Regions from separate parts of the Sus scrofa genome. Here region 2 is linked to region 1. Evidence: chromatin contacts called from public HiChIP or PLAC-seq data. All regions are on one chromosome and are shown on one strand. The core of a region is the stretch at or near the end of the contact, and the rest is flanking DNA. Distances in the headings are between cores, read along the strand shown. Region 1 has its middle 15 kb from the start of KLF4. Region 2 has its middle 130 kb from the start of KLF4.

Region 1 (3,855 bases), core at 29-2,528:
AGCTGGGACCATGTGAACACAGGTCCTGTCTCCTAGCCAAGTCCCAGCCTCCTCCCCCACTTCAAGCTGCACTGACAGGAACCCCCATAACTTACCCTTCCCTGAGCCCTTTCCCTCCTACAGCCAGAAGCATGGATGCCAGGAGGGGATGAGAACTAACACTTTCCATTTGTTTCATTCTAAGCACTTCAACCTGTCCCAGGTACATTGCATGTGTTGTGCCCTCAATCACCCTGTGGGGTAGGTATTATGCATTCCACCATACTTGGAGTTCCCATCGTGGCTCAGTGGTAATGAACCTGACTAGCATCCATGAAGACATAGATTCTATCCCTGGCCTTGCTCAGTGGGTCAAGGATCCGGTGTTGCCGTGAGCTGCGGTGTGGGTTGTAGATGTGGCTCGGACCCTGTGTTGCTGTGGCTGTGGTGTAGGTCAGCAGCTTTAGCTCCCATTTGACCCCTAGCCTGGGCAACTTCCATATGCCACAGGTGCAGCCAAAAAAAAAAAAAGACCATTATACAGAAGAGGAAATGGACTAACAGAAGATGAAGTTAATCAAATTAGCAATCTGTGCCCAGTCCTGAGGAGCCGTAGCACCAGGGACTAGACTAGCCCTGTCTTAGAATGAATGTGGAGGCAGTGTGTGTGCTTCTTTAAAGGAAGGGAGGGTGGTATTAGCAAGATCCACCTGCCCTGCGTGGATCAGGGAGATGTTTTCTCAGATGACTAAATACATCCTGATACCTCGTCGCCGACCATACACTAGTTCAGGTGTAAGAGTTAAACCCAGGCGCACAAGCACATCTCAAGTCACCATCTATCTGTCCCAGGACTTTGTGTTGCTCAGGGTTGAGCACAAGTGGAACCCAGGGCTTGGCCGGGCCCCGTTCTGGAATGACTGAGCTGTCCAGCACGGCCCGTGAGTAAATGTCAAGTAAACACCACACCGAAGTGCAATCGAACCATTGCGCCGGGACTGTTTGCTTTAGATATAATAGACGGCAGGAAGGGAGAAGGAGAGGGAAAAATATATGTCACTTCTTAAGGCAGATCACGAATGTCGTGAGCCCTCCTTTGGCCAGCTGGAATGTCACAGAGACCGACGTCAAATAAATAAAGAACTTGTGCTCCACGTTGCAAAAATAAGCATCTCCGTTTGCTTGAAAAAAATTTTTTCAGATGAGGAAACATTTTCCAGTCAATCACACTGCAGCAAAGTCATCCTGTTGAATTTGTGACTCACAGGCTCTCTGTGTCAATAGACAGAAAGTGAGCCCAGCGTTATGACTTCAGTGGGAGGTGAAGCAGAAGTTGGGACGAGGCAGGGCTGGCTTTAAAGCAGGGCTGTCAGCTCTGACAATAAATAGCGGAGGAAATTCTGACCATGCACGGGCTGGGTAATTGCAATTGTTGTTTCCTTTTCTTTATTTCTTGCTTGTCTTCCGGAAAAGAACCACTTTAAAATTTGCCTTATTTCATCCCTCCTTGCATCAGTGGTGAGAAAACATCGTTGTTCGGTTTACTAAAGCACCTTGTGTTCTTGATGCTCTACACAAATTATCTTCCTTCTCTGTAGCAGTTCTCTTAGGCAGCTGGAATTTGTGTTAATTTACAGATGAGAAGATTGAGGTTCACAGAGGTTAAGCATCTTTGTTAGCTTCTGGCCAAGGAGTCTAACACTGGTCTTTAGGACCTCAGATTTAGATTCTGTGCAGTTTTCAGACAGTCTCTCACTTTGCTATCCCACTGTGAGCCAGATGGCCAGCCTTGGTATTGGGGCTATGCTAAGTAAAAAAAATGGTTTCATGGAGTTCCCTGGTGTCTCAGCAGGTTGAGGAGCCGGCATTGTAACTGCAGTGGCTTTAACTGCAGTGGCTTTGGTCACTTTGGGGCCCAGGTTTGATCCCTGGCCTGGGAACTTCTGCAAGCCTTGGACATTCCCCCTGCCCCGAAATGGTGCCTGTCTTCAAGGAACATTCCAGACAACTGGGACCTAATTAGGGTTGCCTCAAACCAGTAGATATATTTAAAATTTAGTACCAAGAGACTCATTATTAGTTTTCCAAGGTGGCACTGTGTGCACATGCCTCATGGATGCCCACAAAATAGAAAAACCACTGCAATAAAACCACAGATGAGCTAAAACATGGCCCTAAACTGGCTGATCTGAAAGCAAAGCTTGTAGCCAATCACCTTTGTTTGGCACGCTGACCGGGGGCAGGTGGGTGCTTGGTGTTTGGTCTCATGAAGCCCCAGAGCAGGGAGGCCAGGGCTAAGAGCCCTGACTACAAAGCTGGAAGACCTGGTCTCTAGTCCGTGCCCGGGGATGCACACACAGAGATGGGTTAGTCACTGGCTCTGCCTTCACGTTGGGCACTTCAGCTATAACATGAAGGATGGAGTGGAGCAGGTCCCTTGCAACTTCAAAGTATCAGGATTGGAGTTCCCATTGTGGCTCAGCAGGTTAAGAACCGATTAGTGTCCATGAGAATGCGGGTTCAATCCCTGGCCTCACTCAGTGGGTTAAGGATCCAGCATTGCCACAAGATGCAGCAAAGGTCAAAGATATGGCTCGGATCCTGTGTTGCTGTGGCTGTGGCGAAGGCCAGCAGCTGCAGCTCCAAAGTGACCCCTAGCCTGGGAACTTCCATGTGCTGTAGGTGTGGTTGTGAAAAGAAGAAAAAAATTATCAGGATTAGTCAGTTGGGTCCGTTCTTCACTTTGTCTGATATTCTCAACCTAGATATTTTCATGTAAGAAAGAAAAAAAGCAACAAATCTGCTAGCTCTCGAAGCTAAGACATTTCCTCTTAATGCTCCCTGCAACTCTGCTGAAATTTGAGCTCATAAAGTAGCTTTGATCTTTTTCTTTTCTTTTTTTTTTTTTTTTTTTTGTCTTTTGTCTTTTGCCTTTATAGGGCCACGTCCACGGCATGTGGAGTTTCCCAGGCTAGGGGTCTAATCAGAGCTGTAGCTGGTGGCCTATGCCACAGCCACAGCCACAGCAACTCAGGATCCAAGACTTGTCTGAGACCTACACCACAGCTCACAGCAATGCTGGATCCTTAACCCACTGAGCAAGGCCAGGGATTGAACCCGCAACCTCATGTTTCCTAGTCGGAATCGTTTCCACTGCACTACAACAGGAAACTCCAAGCAGCTTTAATCTTTAAAAAAAAAAAAAATTGTTGTCTGGCTGGACAAAAGCAGTTCCTGAGTGGCTCTGCTTCGTTTTAATGGGACACCAATTCTTTCTTCCTTTCTGTGGGTCCAGTGTCCTCTCAGTTCTGAGAAGCTGTCAGCATAGATAATATATTCCCTGGTTGCCTAAGCCCTTTTCAAAGTCCAGCTCTTACAGTTTTTCTTCTTGATGTCTGGGAAAATTCTTGAAAGGACACGGTCAATACTCTTTTGCTGGAGTATACTTTTAACACATTTATTTTGGCTCTGTGTTGTTTGTGAAGCCCTCATTGAGCCCTGTGAGCGGGAATGCTCCGTTTACCATTTTGAATTTCTCCCTTCTAGTTGGCAAGCCTCGTGTTTCCGCTATAATCTGCTTGAAAAACAAACAGGAGAGTTTACACTGGTCTCTGTGTCAACCATCTGCCTAATCGGTGATCTATACAACAATGTAGGTGCTAGAAGCCCGTGTGCATGCGTGTGTGTGTGTGTGTGTGTGTGTGGTGTGTGTGTGTGTGTGTGTGTAGGGAAAAAATTTCATTCAGTCGTATGGCTATTTAGGGAGCATCAGCTATGTGCCTGGCTCAGTGCTGGCCACATTGATTGAAAGGCGAACAAAGGTAGATGTGAGCCTACCCACAGGGAACTTACAGTCTGTTGCCAGGAGAAGACATT
Region 2 (3,642 bases), core at 765-3,264, 120 kb after region 1:
AGAGCAGGCCGGTGAGCAAGGTGTGACAGGTGCTTTAATGCCGTCATCTATGGGGTCTCCCTGGGGGGTTGGAGAGGGGAACTGAACAGCTGGGCTGGCAGTGGCCAAAGAAATCTTCTGTCAGAAGGGGCAATTGAATAGGCATTTGTGAGAGTCAGGGTTAGAAAAACAGAGAAGAGGAGGCTGCCTTCTTGGAACCCCTGGTCCCACCTTGCTTCCTGACTCATCTGTCTGAGGGCCTGGAGCCTGTGATGCTGGACCATCAGTCCAGGAGCAAGTGTGGAAACTGAGTCAGAGGGGATGCTTAGTAAATGGTAGGTCCCTTTCCCTGACGTCTCATGGGCACCTCTTTGGATTTACCCTAGTGGTTAAGGGCTTGGCTTCTGGAGTCAGACTCCCTGGGTTCGAATTTCAGCTCTAGCACTTTCTAACTGTGTTACTTTGGGTAAATTCTTTCTGTGCTATAATGTCCCTATATGCCAGGTAGGGATAATAATGATGCTTACCTCCTAGAGTTACCTGAGGGTTAAATGGGATCATGCTTCTGCAGTCATCAAAGACAAACACGTATAACCCAATCTGTCTCTGAGAGCTGTCCCTCACATTCCCATAACCTCTTCATGTGGTCCAACTATTACGGGTTGAATGCTTTAAATATCAGGCATTGTTTTAGGGATTCAGCCCTGGAGTCTCGATCCTCATGTGTGAGAAAATTACTGATTTTTCCCTAAATGAAACATCTTTGCCTTTTCCACCCAGATAATAGCTTTGCGTTATCTCTGCAATGCCAAAACAATTAAGGGTGTCATTTCATCTTTCATCAGCACGTTGGGCTCAGGTGAAAAACTCTGCCAGAAATCTTGAAATATCTTGCTCCTTTAGACATCAGAAGGCTGGGAGATTTCCCATTATTAATTGAAATCAAAACTTCTCTGTGGCCCAGAGCAAGGGCAGAACTGTTATTTCACAGATCAGCAGGAAAGCTCACCACCACTGTTTTGCTTGGTATTCATTTTATTTAGGGGGTAGGAGGCACAGAAGAAAGGTGGTTTCCAGAATGATACATCCATGCTGCTGTGTGAATGCAGTCAAGGGAGGCGACTAAGGCTCAGGGAAGCAATGCCCATGCGTGCACTGGGCAACCATTCCATGTCTCCCGAGCCTCAGTTTCCTTTCATGTAAAATAGGGGTCATGGAACCTCCCTGGTGAGGTTTAAATGAATGCACGCAAGAGGAAACAGTGGGATGGCAGACAGGGTCATGTACTGTTCACCGTGTCTGTGCTGCTGAGACAGGGACGTGGGCTCATCGAGGGGGGCACTTCCTCCTTTTCTATTTTGCTGGTCCCTGGACAGGTCAGAGGTGAGGGCAGTGGTGAGGAGTTCTGAGGAAATCTGTAGCGTGGCTGGATAGCATGCTTCTAGGAAGTCTGTATTCGCCTCTGAAATTGCTGGACATTGCAAGGATTTGTCCCATTTTGGAGTGTAGGAGGCTGATTCTTGTTTGTTCCCAGGCCTGCTTTGCAGGATGCAGTTCCAGCATTTCAAGGGGCTGGAGAGGGGGGATTTGACGAGAAAGAGTGGGTACCATGGTGTGTAGGACAGGCAGGCTTTTTTAGCGGCAGCTTGTGTGTGCCCTCGGGCTCCCCGCCACCCTCCTTCTGCCACAGCATCCTTCCTTCCCGTCTCCAGGGAGGCAGGACCCAGAACCCATGCCCAGCCCAGCGCGCTCGAGCCAGGCTGCTCTTGCCGGCTTCTCCGGGGCTCCGCGAGGCTCGGCTGGCCTGGGTGGTGGGCCCGGGTCCCCAGGTCGCCGGCGCTGGCCCTCGCGACGCTCCGGTGCGCGCAGGAGCGCGCGGGCCTCCCCGCAGGCCCCGCGCCCAGCCGGCCTCGGGAACTGACCAGGCCGCGTGTGAGCGCCGGGATTCCTGCTCAGGCCTTAAATATGCCGGTTATTTTTATCTCCCTACGTCAGGCGGCGAAGACCATCCCACCAGTGGCCGCGGCGGCTGCTACACAATGTTTCCCTTTAGTCGGGAGGGGAAATGGAGGGAGGCCAGACTTCCTGATCACATGGTGCTGAAGTCAATGAAAAAAAATTAAGGGGGACCCCTCCCTTTTTCTGCAGTGCCCGATCCAGGTTCCCCCCTCCCGCTCCCCCCCACCCAGCCCCCTTGGGCTCCCCGCGTCGGAAAGCGGCAAAGGCTCCAGGCGTAGGGCCAGCGAGGCAGGAGAGAGAGCAAACATAAACACGAGATTGTTGCAGTAATTGGTGCTCTGAAAACACTGAGGAAATGAGAGGCTTGTACGAAACATCAGCCGACAAGAAACGGGGTGATGTCAGACAGCCTTCCAGGATTAGAAACCCTTAAAAGCTCCGAGCCCGCGGCCGCGGAGGAAAGTGTTCCGCTCTCCCGGGTAGGGAGCCGGGATCCCGCGATTCTGCGCTCGCCATCGCCTCTGCCTCGCTTTTCCCCTTTCCTTTTTCTTTTCCTTTTCCTTTTCTTTCTGTCCTTTCTTCTTTTTTTCTTTCTTCGATCTCTTTCTCTTTTATTTCTTTTTCCTTTTCACAAAGAAGGAAAAGGAGCGACCGTATCAAGTATTTTACATTTCTAAGGCACTGGTACTTTTAGATCTTTCCTTGACTTTGAAATACCAAACCGGACTCAACACCCACATCAATCCCAAGGCAGCAAATGACACTTCCAGCATCCCTTGTTGGAGTTTGCTCTTTCTTCCTCCCAGTCCCCTTCCTGATTCCGCTTTTCAGGTTAGAACTGCACCGTTGCAGTAATGTCCACGCATGTGGAGGGGCTGAAATAAACAGGAAGCATTTACCAAGGACAAGCTTGCCAAGAAAAGGGGATTCAATCTTTGCCAAAATCTGGCATTTTCAAAGAAGATAAGACTTCCTCATAACATGTCACCCAGCCTCCAGGGCTGCGGCCTCATTTTCTTTTCCTGGTTTGAGACAATTAGGAAAACTAAAAGCACACAGAGAGTACACACACACACACACACACACACACACACACACACTCATTCCTCACTCCCCTTCCCCACAACTCACGCATAGCTAACACCAGCCAGCAGGGCCTTGTCCTAGTCCACCTGGAACCTGCCTGTGTCTTTAAGTTTGAGGCCAGGTCTCATCTGTTCAGTGACACAAAAGGTGCCGCCTATCCAGGCTTTCTCTCCTGGTGTTTGCCAGGATTAATGAGGCAATGTTTGGAAAGGGCTTGAGCCCCTCCAACCAAAGGCACCCACGGACACCTTTTCAAAGAATGATTTATGTCCAACTTTACCCAAATAGGAACCAAAAGAGGATTTTCTGTTTTTTCATCTTTAGAACAGATGAATTCAGCACCTGGATCCTTGCATTTCTGAAGCTTTAGACTCTGCCTTATTAATTGCTCTGTCACCTCTCCTGGGAGGGCAGGCTTTTTCCATCTCTTTCTAAGACCCAGTAAAAGGTCACATCAAGGTCGAGCCTGTATGCCCTCGGAGGAATTGGACAGGTTCCAAAGACTTGGGTTCCCCTCACAGCTGCTCATGTGAGAACAATGTCCCTCAACCCGAACCCATTCCCCACATACTCATAAATCTTGGGGTGATTTAGCCCCCTCCCCCCCCCCAAAGCTTG

Evidence for each region. HiChIP or PLAC-seq counts read pairs in DNA pulled down with a chosen protein or histone mark.
Region 2: an H3K27ac HiChIP or PLAC-seq map of alveolar macrophages shows a contact between it and region 1. The contact joins two enhancer-like sites. A contact is called at or near these places in 5 of 47 Hi-C or Micro-C datasets (embryonic fibroblasts, liver and mesenteric adipose tissue) and 2 of 2 datasets of contacts at active chromatin or transcription factors (alveolar macrophages and skeletal muscle).

What each region holds. Positions count from the first base shown.
Region 1 is chr1:248,622,218-248,626,072 of Sscrofa11.1, forward strand. No RefSeq gene overlaps it. Among named protein-coding and RNA genes, the nearest start is that of KLF4, 15 kb to the left of the region's middle. Within about 2 kb of position 1,279, at least 7 of the 83 cell types and tissues checked have an H3K27ac peak or open chromatin away from gene starts, as enhancers often do. A contact at or near this core is called in alveolar macrophages, where this site is marked.
Region 2 is chr1:248,739,712-248,743,353 of Sscrofa11.1, forward strand. No RefSeq gene overlaps it. Among named protein-coding and RNA genes, the nearest start is that of KLF4, 130 kb to the left of the region's middle. Within about 2 kb of position 2,015, at least 56 of the 83 cell types and tissues checked have an H3K27ac peak or open chromatin away from gene starts, as enhancers often do. A contact at or near this core is called in alveolar macrophages, where this site is marked.